Regions from separate parts of the Mus musculus genome. Here region 1 is linked to region 2. A link is a contact called in public HiChIP or PLAC-seq data. All regions are on one chromosome and are shown on one strand. Each heading gives the region's core, a stretch centred on a gene start, on an enhancer-like site or on the middle of the called end of the contact. The rest is flanking DNA. Distances are from core to core; before and after follow the strand shown.

Evidence for each region. HiChIP or PLAC-seq counts read pairs in DNA pulled down with a chosen protein or histone mark.
Region 1: a contact with region 2 is called in an H3K27ac HiChIP or PLAC-seq map of heart atrium, with 9 times the contacts expected there. The contact joins two enhancer-like sites. A contact is called at or near these places in 7 of 39 promoter capture datasets (the 3T3-L1 cell line, the HPC-7 cell line, HPC-7-derived erythroid cells and 2 more), 1 of 15 datasets of contacts at CTCF or cohesin (the NIH/3T3 cell line), 74 of 484 Hi-C or Micro-C datasets (the 3T3-L1 cell line, 3T3-L1-derived adipocytes, the AML12 cell line and 44 more), 7 of 115 datasets of contacts at active chromatin or transcription factors (T-cell acute lymphoblastic leukemia, embryonic basal ganglia, embryonic stem cells and 2 more) and 4 of 9 other capture datasets (adipose tissue, embryonic stem cells, liver and 1 more).

Annotation. Positions count from the first base shown.
Region 1 is chr2:121,829,715-121,836,068 of GRCm38.p6, forward strand. No RefSeq gene overlaps it. Among named protein-coding and RNA genes, the nearest start is that of Frmd5, 26 kb to the left of the region's middle. Within about 2 kb of position 2,572, at least 16 of the 459 cell types and tissues checked have an H3K27ac peak or open chromatin away from gene starts, as enhancers often do. A contact at or near this core is called in heart atrium, where this site is marked.
Region 2 is chr2:121,548,483-121,554,941 of GRCm38.p6, forward strand. Frmd5 (FERM domain containing 5) reads right to left here. Exons shown (of 14, transcript NM_001360084.1): 12 at 5,783-5,851; 13 at 4,856-4,962; 14 at 1-750. The coding sequence ends at 173. Among named protein-coding and RNA genes, the nearest start is that of Wdr76, 45 kb to the left of the region's middle. Within about 2 kb of position 2,924, at least 18 of the 459 cell types and tissues checked have an H3K27ac peak or open chromatin away from gene starts, as enhancers often do. A contact at or near this core is called in heart atrium, where this site is marked.

The DNA of each region.
Region 1 (6,354 bases), core at 1,322-3,821, 280 kb after region 2:
AAACCTGGGGCTGAGAACATAGCAGAACAGACCAGGACATGCCCACCCCTAGCTTCCAAGCCTCGTGGTCGAATCCACTGTCTCCTGTGTGAGATACGTTTCGACCCGGAGCTCCGCCATTAAAAAAACCTTGTGTTGTTACATCAAGGTGTTGTGTTCTATTCGTGATTCTTGGGTGCACGCCGAATCGGGAGCTGAGTGGGGGTTTCCCCACTAGGTTCTTTCAACACCCCCTAATACCAGATTAGACTTAAAGATAACCTGATCATCTAGATCAATGCTGATCTCTATTTCACTATTATCCCATAAAGGAGCCTGTTTAGACTTTGGTCCTTCCTCTCCCCACCCCAAGAGTTGAATGCAGATGTGTATCTGGTTATGTAGGGTACAAATAACTGTGTTTTACACATATATAAAGATATGGCTTTCACCCTCTCTGGAGCAATTTTTCCCCACGGGAGTTCTAGCAAGCCCACTTACAATGAATGTCTGCTTGAACTGCACTGACAACCCCCACATCAGCAGTTTAGAACACAGAAGTTTACATTTCACCTGCACAGCATCTGCACTGATCAGCAGAGTTATTCTGAGTCATCTTCTAGACAGCTGGGTCATTACCTAGACGGAAAGAACAGAGGGGAGGGAGTGGGGGCCAGGGAAATGGCAGGGGCAAGCTTGGACTGGATAGCCAAACACTGACTCAAAAAACAAACAACCCACAAGAGAGGACCCTTCCTCTCCAGCTTCTGCCTCAAGGCCCTCCAGAGGTGCCACCTACCTTTCAAGGAACAAAACAAGTCACATGATACAAGCAGAGCTTAATAAGATGGGTATCAGTTTCTAGACCAGTGATTTTCAACCTTTCTAATACTCTGGCCTTTTACTACAGTTCTGTGGTTCTGCCCTGGGCTTCCTCCCTCAGGGTGTCCAGGCGCTGCTGCTGCACAATGGGAAGGAAAGGATGAAGCCGAGCGGGGGTGGGGGTAGGGGGGTGGATGAATGAATGGGCAGGATCTTGGTCCACCTGTGCAGAATGGCGAGCATTCTCTGAGGATTTCAGTGTTACAACTCTCTCAGACAACATTCATGTGCATGTATTTTACTTGGGGTGAACAAGGACTATATGAACCTTGGAGAGTGGGAAGGGATTTTTGGTGAACATACACTGACTGAGGCTTAAGGTACTGGGAATGCCTTATTTGCATGGAGAGGCACCCCAGGTGCTTGCCAGGCAGGTTCTTATTGGGAGAAAGGGAGTTGAACCTGCAATTTTGCCAAGGACTACTTGGCACTCCTCAAGTAGAAGATGTGGGGGTTGGGCTCCCCAGATAAGGTCAGATGGAGAAGAGGGAGCCCTACTAGAAAAAGAAGACCCCTGGGCTGGAGAGATGGCTCAGTGGTTAAGAGCACTGACTGCTCTTCCAGAGGTCCTGAGTTCAGTTCCCAGCAGCCACATGTGGCTCATAACCATCTGTAATGGGATCTGATGCCCTCTTCTGGTGTGTCTGAAGAGAGCTACAGTGTAGTCATATAAAATAAATAACTAAATCTTAAAACAAAAAAGAAGTCCTCCATTTTGCACCTAGCCCAGGGAACTGCACAGTCATGGTCCACTATGACCTTAGTAGTAACAGGGTTTTCCAAAATAGTTCCTCGTGGTGTGGTGGCCCCCCAACCCTAAAATTATTTTCATTGCTATTCATAACTGTAATCTTTCTACTGTTATGAATCATAACATAAATATCTGTTTTTTCCTACGGTCTTAGGCAACCCCTGTGAAGGGTCATTTCACCTCCGAAAGGGTTGTGACCCACAGGTTGAGAGCAACTGTTCTAGTCATTAGTGAACAGTCTAAAGAATCGGCAATCTTCTCACGTGTGTGCACTGTGATTTTAAGAGACATAATATCAGTGGCTAAGAGCAGTATTGCTCTGCAGAGGTCCTGAGTTCATATTCTGATACCTATATCAGCTGATTCACAACTTCCTCCTACTGAGGCTCCAACTGGCTTCTGAGAAAACCTGCACTCATGTGCATGAGTGTACACTTATACAGACGTGTTGTGTGTGTGCAGGTGACTTTGGAAGCTAGAAGACAGAGTTGGGTCCTCTGAAGCTGGAATTTTCTGATGTGTGTGCTGGGAACCAAACTCCAGTTTGTTGCAAGAGAAGCATACACTCTTAACCACTAAGCCATCTATCTCTCCAGCCCAGAATTTTTGTTTTGTTTAAAGAAATAAGTCAGGAAAGGAACTTTAAGACATAGAATAAATTTAAAGAAAAATAAGTATTTTAGCATAAATTGATATGACTCAAAATATTCAATATGATTTTTTTAGATTCTTGTGTTAATTTATTACAAAAACTGTGTTGAGGAACTAGGAAGATGACTTAGACACACCACACACACACACACACACACACACACATATATGCATGGACATGGACATATGTGGGAGATCCAATCATGGTCTCACAGCTCCTCCAGGAAAGGACAATATGGAAAGGGAAGGCCTTTGCTGCCTGCCCTGCATCTACCACACCAGTGGTAGAACACGTGCTGAGCATGCACCAGGTCAGGTCCAGGACCACAATCAATCAAACAAGATCCTATAGGAAGAAAGGGAGGAGGGGGGAAGGAAATGAAAGGAAGAGGGGAAAAAGAAAAGGAAAAAGGAGGAGAGAGAAAGCAGACATTCTTTAGCAGGGGACCAGTTTGTTGTGACTATGTGACAGACGGATACACATTTTCACAAAGCCAGGCCTCAGGTCTTTCAGGACTTCCAGGGAGACAGGTGATGGATGGGTCTCAGGGTTGCTCATCCCACTGCTTCCATGACTCTGTCCTTGACCTGTTTCCTAAAGTCTCTCTCCATAGACACAGCTCTGCGGTCCTGTTTCCCTTCATGAGTTAGGCGTCTGGCTTTGGCCTGGCATTTCAATACCAGGAACTGATTGTGACGCCAGGATGACAGCTTAAATCTTCATCTGTGACCCCAACAATCAAGGACAGCGAGGGCCTTGGGGAGAGGTTGCCGAGGAATGAGCAATGCTGCCATCTTGTGGAAGACAGGAGTTAAGTTCTTTGAGGAGGTCATGGCTAACAATGACTAACAAAAAATGGCTAAAAAAAAAAAAAAAAAAAGAACTTCAAGGAGTAAGGATTGCAGTAGGGCCCTGAAATTTACTTATCATGTAACTTGTGTGGTTTGACTTTCTGTAACTTTTAAGAGTGGATCTCATTTTAAATAAGTTTATTCCACTAATAAATTAAATCTGAAAGAGAACACCCCCCACACACTCAAGGTATTTAAGACATCTGATTATATTAACATTTGTCATGGCTCTCTACCAGGAACTAGCTGAATAATTTTCATAATTCAAATTTGTTTTCTTGTAGGTAAAATGTGGGCTATGATGATACTTAAATGGTAATTCTTCCTCTATTATCTTTCTATTGAATTTACCAAACCTTTATCGGCTATAGGAACTCTCATTCATCTCTTATATAGATAACCACACAACAGAAAGTAAATGGGGAGCTTTAGTCAGTGAAGTGAGGCAGGGTTGCAGAGCATAGTGGTGTCCTCCGGACACAACAGGACAGATGCAGTCATGAACTCACAGTGGCTGTTCTTGCCTGCACAAAAGTTGGGGAAATGGATTAGTGATTAAGGGCCCTTATTACTTTCCCAGAAGCCCATGTCGATTCTCAGCACATGGTGGCTCTCAGATATAAGTCCAGTTCCAGGAGATGAATAGCCTCTCTGACATCTGTGGTGGCATCAGGCACACACATGGTCCAGACAACAGGCAACAAACACATAAAATTAAAAACTAAATAAACCCAATTTTCAAAAATGTTAAAGATCTACACTGTAGCAATATCCAATTAAATCTACTCAAATTGATCCTGGAGGGCTTTTCTTGCTAACCACTCCAATGTTCTGGGTTCCAGAATGAAAGACACATATACAGAGCCTATATACATATACATATATATTTTTGTTTTGGTTTGGTTTTTTGTTTTTGTTTTGTTTTTGTTTTTGTTTTTTTGAGACAGGGTTTCTCTGTGTAGCCCCTGGCTGTCCTGGATCTCACTCTGTAGACCAGGCTGGTCTTGAAGTCAGAAATCCGCCTGCCTCTGCCTCCCAAGTGCTGGGATTAAAGGTGTGCGCCACCACCGCCGGGCTTATATTTTTATATGCCTTAAACAGCTCAATGACTGGGCTACTTCCTAACCTCCATGTGCCTAATCCACCACCCCCCATATTCTCAAGTTATTACTTGCTGCAGGATTTTCCCTGTCCAATTACATTAGTGCAGAATGGGGTCTGTGATTGGACAGGGAAAAGGGAGGCGGGGCTAAGAGTTGGGGAGAGAGAGAGAGAGAGAGAGAGAGAGAGAGAGAGAGAGAGAGAGAGAGAGAGAGAGAGAGAGAGAGAGAGAGAGAGAAAAGAAGAAGGAGGAGGAGGAGGAGGAGAGGAGGGGGAGAGGGAAGAGAGAGAGAGAAAGAAGAGGAGGAGGAGGGGGGAAGAGGGGAGAGAGAGAGAGAGAGAGAGCATCTCAGGATAGAAGGTGGAGGAGGAGGAGGAAGATGATGGCTGGGGATGTGAACCCATGTGGCATTTACCAGCCACAAATAGTTGTGGTATCGTACGGTTAGATTAATTGGAATAAAGCTTCTATCATCAATTGGCTCTGAAATTATTGTATTGGCATCTTGTAAATTGTAATATTATTGATACATAAATCTGATTGGTTAATTAAGCTTTAAGTGTCTTGATTCTACCAGTTACTGGGTATTGTGATAAGCAGCCTCGAGGTTGGCGGTTCCATTTAGTTACTGGAATGTGGGATCGCCGACTACATGGGTTTATGGCTGAGGAAGAACTAGGGATGCCAGGGACAAGCGAACAAGAGCTGAGAACACAGCTATCAGGCACAGTGGAGGCTAGCTGGAGAGAGTTGCCAGCAGTGGCACCCTCGGAGAGCCATCGCGGTTCGGTTTTCTAAAATATTTCCTGCAACAATTACTTACTAAAATCTATATTCCATCTTTGCTGCCCTAGACCCAGATGTGCAGCCGTTATGGGCTTCGATCCTCAGCTCCTATTTGGCGGCTATTCTCTCTGTCCCGCACCTCTCAGGCATGGCGTCTCTCCCCTCCCCTCCCCTCCCCTCCCCTCCCCTCCCCTCCCCTCCCCTCCCCTCCCCTTCCCTCCTGATGGATCCTTCCTCTGTCCCTTGCATGGAAATCCTAAAAGTCCCACCTTTTTTCTCCCTGAGTCTCACTCTGGAAGTGCAGATTCTCAGTGCAACTTTGGGGACCCAGATTAACATAATACAAGCAGCACCTGACCAAACCCACAACACTGCACAATGCCAAGCCAGTCGACATTCTAGCATGGAGAGGGGAGGGATCGTGAAACACATTCCCTGAGGAGCTTCTGACTGCCAATGGCTCCTGGGAGAGGGAGAGTCAATTTTATTTAAGGAAGTGGTCCATCTGCTCCAGTGGTTGTCCGCACACAAGAGTATGAGTAACTCAAATTAAACTCAATGGGAGAAGAAGAGGAGGAGAAGGTAGAGGAGGAGGAGGGAGAGGAAGAGGAGGAGGGAAGGAGAAGAAGAAGGAGAAGAGGAGGCTGGGGCATAACTCTGGGAAGAGTTATGGAGAGCAGTCGAGGATAAATATGTTCAAAATAAATTGTATGAAATCTATAAGAATTAATAACAGTATTTTTAAAAAGCAAGGTCGGTTCATTCCAATCCCATAGTTATTCTGTGTTAATAGGATTTAAAAATTTTTATGTGTATAAGTGGTTTCCCCCAAACATACATCTGTGCATCTCTTGCATTCTGGTATCCATGGACAGGATGTCAGAACCGTTGGAGCATAATTTAAAGTGACAAGGCCAATCAGTGGTCCTCAGTTTCCACATACTGAAGGCTAGGCGAAGAATTGCATCTTATGCGTGGACTGTTCCCTTTACTTGTATATGACTAGAGACTAGACTAGACTAATGAACTCACGTGAGATAATTAGACATAATGACTGGAGTAAATACATACTATCCCAGCTAATTTTTGTCAACTTGACACAGTTCGAGTCAAAGAAGAACCTCAATTGGAGAAATTCCCCTGTTATATTGCCTTAGGCAAGCTTGTGAGATATTTTCTTGATTGCTAATTGATAGAGGAGGGGCCAGCCCACTGGGGTCAGTGGCACTCCTGGGCAGGTGGTTGTGGGTGCTATAATAACACAGGCAGAACAAGGAATGAGGAGCAAGCCAGTAAACTGCACCCCTCATGGCTGCTCTCTGGATCAGTCCTGTCCTCTGAGACCCTGCCC
Region 2 (6,459 bases), core at 1,674-4,173:
AGCCTATATCCCTTTCTTCTGCTGGGAAAGAACCCTGCTAGGCTCAGTGGACTTTGAGTCATGAGAGGACTTGGTGTGTGTGCCGATGGTTCCGCGATGGGTCCCATTGCTGGGAATGGGTAGCCGGGTTCCTTGGTCCACCCGGCTAGTTATTGGGAGGAGTCATGCCTTCTCAGGTGTCAATGAGCAGGCTCACCACTGAGCGGATTTTGCAGGCAAACCATCGCCTGAGGGGACAAAAGTATTGATAGTGGAATTGTTCAAACTCGGGGGTCTGGCGGATATCTCGGAAAAAAGCAACGTCAAGGTCAGACTCAGTAAGGATGATCAGGAGGAGGAGCAAAACAAAGAGGAGTCCCATGGTCACAAGGAGCAAACGGAGAACACTTAAAACAAACTTATTCACCTGTTCTTGCTCTGACCCGCCGTGCCCCTGACACAGGGCCCTCAGCTCTCCTCCCAGGGCCTCCGCCTCTGTCGCAGTCGGGGTGCTGGCCTCCGACTCCTTCTCCTCCTCAATGCTGCACGTGGCCCCGTTGATCTGCCGGGAGAGCAGCATCAGCTCCAGGCTGTGCTCGGCTACAGGGGTGGGCAGCACACTGTCTGCGGGGCTGTAGGCCTCATCCGCTATCACAGCGACACGTTCATTGCTGTCTGCCCGGCTGCTTCTCACGTGAGGCAGGAAGGTGTCCCCATGGGAAGAGGACCGCACTGGGGTGGAATGGGCACTGTCTCGTAGCGACTCAAGGCCTGGAAAGGCGAAAAGCACAGGAATTAGCTTTCCGGGTCACAACATTCTTTCCTATCCAGTGGCGTCAGCTCAGGTCCTTAGGTGGCTGCTTATGCTCCACGGTACAGCAGCAGTAGCTGTGGACTCCATATGCAGACATCAAGAACAGGGCAAAAGAAGTACCCAGTGGACATTTTAAAAAAATGTTTAAAGTTTTCATTTGTGTCTTTCAACAACTCCATAAAGTGGAGGGGGTGAATAGTTAGAAGTCATGTGGCTCAAGGCAGAACTGCGGATGGAATCCAAGCCTGTGACTCACAGTGGGGGTCTATGGGATGCAGGGCACATAAGTAAGTCTGCAGCCTGCACCTGCCTTGGGACTCAGGCACCCAAGGAACTTGGGATTAAGAGCCGTTGCCCCAGAACTCTGGATGCTTTGGCTTCTCTGTATTTCCTGATGCGGCCGCTGGCACGCATGACAGAAATACTTTCTGCGTCACTGATGAAACAGAACTCTTTAAGCCCTGTCTGTGGCCTGATCCTGGCACATGACACCCTCTAAAAGGCCTGTCCCCTCACATGGACATCTATGACAGCCAGATCTCCCAAGTATGACCAGCTTTGGTGCCAGCAGCCACTTCAGTACAAAATATCTTGGCTTGTGATTAATCCCTAAGCTGGCTGAGGAAGGAGAGTGAGGCTGACATCAGGACATCGAGTCAGAAGCTATGGCACCTACTAAGCTGTCCGTGAGCTCAGCAGACAGGAGGATGGGCAGACAGGCATTTCTAGTAGAATGCCTGACCACCACAGTTGTTCACCAAGCATGTTAATGTTCTGTCCTCTCAACAGAAGACTGCTTTAAGGTCATTCAATATCAGGCCAGTCCTGAACAAGAAAATGTAGCCAGCACCCCTCCCCATTTCTCCACCCTCTCCCTTTTCCCTCCCTCCCTCCATCTCAAAACCTTTTTATGGATCCATTTTTATCTCTTGTTGTATATGAAATGTATCTCATTCAAAATGTTATGTATCCTTAAATTATCCAGAAATATCACCATAAACCTTTAGTATTGATTATGGAGTAACATCCCACTTTAAACGGTTTGTCTTGTATTTTAAATCAAATACATGGCTTTTGGGGTTTTTTTTGTAAGTTATCATTTAGAAGATTAGGTTCCATTATGGCAATTCTGAACAATCTCTTGCTGCCCCTCCCCCACCCTGCTCCCCTGAACTGCCCCACCCCAGTACCCCTTTTTGTTGCCCTTCCCCCACCCTGCTCCCCTGCTCCCTGAACTGTCCCACCCCAGCACCCTTTTGTGCAATTTCATAGCACACTGTATTCTCTTTTCTCAAAATGGCTCATTTGTTTTTCAAAGGCGCCATCTCTTGAGTCCTGCTTTGGCTTTAACTCACTGAGTAGTCAAAGATGACACTGAACTCCAATCCCCCTGCCATCACCAAACGCTGGGAATACAGATGTATGCAACCAAGCTTTATCAAACTCAGAGCCTCGTGCATGTTACCCAAGCATTCTCCCAACTGAGCGACATTCCTAACCCCTCATCACCCCATGGTCTCCTTTCTGGTTTTAGGACCACTCTCACATATGTCAAGATTAAAAGGTAGTATCTGCATGGGAGAAAACACGTAGTATTTGTCTTGAGTCTGAGTTACCTCCCTTAATGGTGTCCAGATATGTCCATTTTCTACAAGTTTTCATATTTCAGAAGATTCATCTGCTATAGGAACCACCATTCACCCTGCCCCTCCTCAGACCCATTAGTCTCCGGGCGCTGGGGCAAAGTGGCACAGGTGTATTTACCTTTGAGGTGATCTAGCTGATGCCTCTGTCCAGAAGTGGCTCCCAGTGGGCCAGGGGGGACAGTTGTTAGGACCCTACACTGAAGCCGGGGTCCCATCCTCAGGATGCGGACGCTTAGGGTCCGAAGGCAGTGGTTAGTCAGCCGGAGCTGGACACGGACTCTGGTCTGAATCTTAATTAGACTCTTTCCCATGGCAGGCCAGGACGGCAGTTCCTTCTTCAAGGGACACCAGCCAGGCCCAGGAGGTACGGAGAGGAAATAGCCAGCTAGGTACAAAGAATCTCCACCCCCCAGGCCGTGGCAGCAGTGCCCTCCACCTGGACAGAGTGCTGACTCTCCAGAGCCTTATGTCAGGCTGAGCTGGAAGGAGGGAGAAGCGTGGAGAGCAGAGGCTATCCTTATCAGGGGACTGGAATAGGCCAGAAGTGCTTACATCCATAAAAAGCAATGCTTGCCAGCCTGCAGCTCATTCCCCGAGGCCCCGCGTGGCCCCGGCTCTCAGAGGGAAGGGGAAAGGCCGTGGACCAACTACAACTGTCCCAGAAAATAGGCTCTGAAGCCACAGGCAGGCTTTATCTAGGCCATGTGCACTGAAGTCACACAGGAACTGAGGAAGAAGTGGCTCCAGGGCTGGGAGTGAGCTGTGTCTGTCCATGTCCGACTGTCCTACAACCCACTTGGCTGAGCTCCACATTCTGTCCAGACACAGTGGGTAAAGGAAACTGACATTCCCCAGTGTCCTCTGGGCCTCCAAGACTGTTTTAAAAGTGTCCCTGTTTGTGGGGATTTTGTGCTTCATTCAAACTGTAATGCTGTGTTGTTGTTGTTTTTGTATTCCCCCCTCCCCCATTTTTAGAAAGCAAATGAAGCTTTTCTAGAAAAGTCAGAAGGCTTCTGTGATGTGCCTTCAAATGAGCTGACTTCACAGCCAAAAGCGTGTTCTTTGGGGTTTCGTTTGTGCCTTTTGAAGGCCCTGGTTCCATCCCTCATGGCTCCTCCCTACAGTCGGCTGTGCTCGTTAGCAGCACTTCACCACAGTTGCAAAAGGCCAGGCGGGAGGGCTTCTTCTTCTTCTTCTTCTTCTTCTTCTTCTTTTTTTTTTTTTTTTTTTTGGTTTTTTTCAAGACAGGGTTTCTCTGTAGCCCTGGCTGTCCTGGAACTCACTCTGTAGACCAGGCTGGCCTTGAACTCAGAAATCCTCCTGCCTCTGCCTCCCAAGTGCTGGGATTAAAGGCGTGCGCCATTACTGCCTAGCAGGGCTTCTCTTTAAAGTGCTGTACCTCACACTCAATCTCAGGATTTGGGAGGCTGAGGTGGGAGGGCTGCCTGTGCTACAGCGTGAAGCTTTGCCACCTCACCCTCACCCTCACCCTCACCCTCACCCTCACCAAAAGCAATGCATGTGCATTAGCATCCTTGTCAGTTGCCGAGCAGGCAGAGAGAGGCTCCTCTTTACAAATGAAGCAACCACCGGCCTTGGTGGTATCCGCCTATCCAGGTTTCTCCTTGGAGTTCTGTGTCAGCCATAAGTGAATAATACAAACCAGAGACCCTCCCACAGAATGATACTCATCCCTACCTGAGCAGTTCTGTGTGTGAGATGAGGTCTTGCTATGTACTTTATGCTGACCTTTAACTCCTGCCTCAGCTTCCTCTGCCTCCGAGTACTGATCGCCGCCACATCATTGCTAGGGACTAAACACTCCGCTGTGTCCCCACCTTTGTATAGAACCTCTACCTCCCACTGGGCTCTTACCCAAGAGACTGCTGTTATCTCTAAAGCAAATAGGATTTTTTCGAGTCTCTGGTCTGAGTGAGATTGTCTCCCAGAGTCTTGGGTGTTTGAGCACTTGGTGCCCAGTTGGCAGTGCTGAGGTGGTTTAGGATCTGGAGGAAGCACACCACTTGGGCTTCACTTCACTTCAGGCTCTCTCTCTACCGTGTGCTTGTTTGAAGATGCTAGCGCCCAGCTCTGTTCCACTGCTAAGCCAGCTAAGGCTGCCCTGCCTCTCCGCCGTGATATGCTTTGTGTTTTCAAGACAGGGTTTCTCTGTAACTCTGGCTGTCCTGGAACTCACTCGGTAGACGAGGCTGGCCTCGAACTCAGAGATCAGCCTGCCTCAGCCTCCTGGGATTAAAGGCCTGTGCCTGGCTCAAAATAAACTTTCCTACATACATTGTCTTGGTCCTGGAATTGTATCACAGCAGCAGAAAGTAACTAATACAGCCCCTGGGGAGGAACTTAGCCTCCTTACAGTGCTCAGACACCGGCGTCATTTCCAGGAGCGCACACTCACCTTCCATGATAGAGATGTGCACAGCTCTTCTTCGTGTCCTGGGGACGCTGCTCAGTCGTGGGCCATGGGTTATAGAAGGACAGCTGCGGCTAGGGACCATCCCTGCTCTGAGATGAAACGGAGAGAGAACCACTTAGTGCACAGAGAGGGGTGCCTAGATATTTAACAAATTCTCTTAACCGTGGTCCCCGAGTCTCAGAGATTCTGTTAGATTCCTTCACTTCTTTTCACGGGACACCCAGCCTTTCTGCAGTGTGTCTTGGGGGGCAGACAGGACTGGTAGGGAATAGAGCCCTAGAATGAGACAAGCTCCTAAAATGTCTGAAAATGGTACCGGCACTTTCCCTAGTTCCCGTAGGCTGCTTAGGAGAGGCTGTGTTGAAGGGAAGGTAATAATTTCCCGTTTCCAGAAGTACAGGCTGGTGGGCAAATAGATCCTAGATTTCTCAGCCAGTCTGTGTGAGTCTACCGGGCTTGGGGGAGGCAGGCTTCTAGAAATGCATGGTTTGTAGACATACATGACATGGTCCTGAGGTCATTTGAGGCTTTCTGTAATGAACAGCCAAGTGTCTTCAGTTTGCCACATCTTTAGAGCTGCAGCTCAGCTCGGATGCACTGTCTGCTGTGCCTTGTCTTTCCTTATGCTGTTACAGGCTGTATGCGGCTCCTGAGTCCGAGCTCACTTGGGTCACTTCCCTCTCCTGCCCTCTGCCTCCTCTGTTGTATCTGTTTGGCCAGAAGCTTCATGGGCTTGGCTTGCTGGCTCATTTGAGCTTCTGGGATCTGAGTTAGAGTGGGCTGGGAAGTGCCCGACAGACAGCCTACCTACCTGTGTATTTCTGGGATCTGAGTTGGAGTTGGTTTGGAAGTGCCCCACAGCCTATCTACCTGTGTGGTTGGGAAGCGCCCGACAGACAGCTTACCTACCTGTGTATTTCTGGCGGCTCCCGTTTGATCTTGGCACTGGACTCCATTACTTCCTTTGCGACCCGGCCACTGTCAAGTGGTAAAATAAAAACAAACAGCAAGAAAGGCAGTAATGAGAACCAGGCTCCAAGATTGCAGGTGCTCGGGCTGAGTCAAGAAATAGCCTCTGGCCCATCCATCCCCCAAGGCTTCAGTCTCTGTGGAAAGCTTTCTCGATGGGGCAGAGCTCTGGCACATCACAGTGGCTTAACTCAGCTCTTCTTTGCTAGAGTCTCTGGGACCCTCTCCCCTCCACCCCCCTTTTTGAGACGGGATCTCATTATGTAGTCTTGGCTGTCCTGGAGCTCACTGTGTAGACCGGGTTGGCCTCGAACTCATAGAGATCTGCCTGCCTCTGACTCTGCTGGGATTAAAGACATCACCCACCACCCATGCCTAGTTCCATTCTTAATTGGGAAGGTTTCCTCTAGTTTCTATGAATCACCAGGAAAAAAAATCCAAAAGCTCTCAGAGAGGGGACACACAGAGAGCTTGCACAGTTCTCGGTTTGCTCCTGCTACTGTGATGGCTGACTCCGAGATAATGTTACAGTTAGAAATGGCAGGTTTGTGAAGGAGACCCCCAAGCTCCAGCAAGCTCCAGCTCAGCTCACACTACACAGCCCCGGGAGGCTCTGA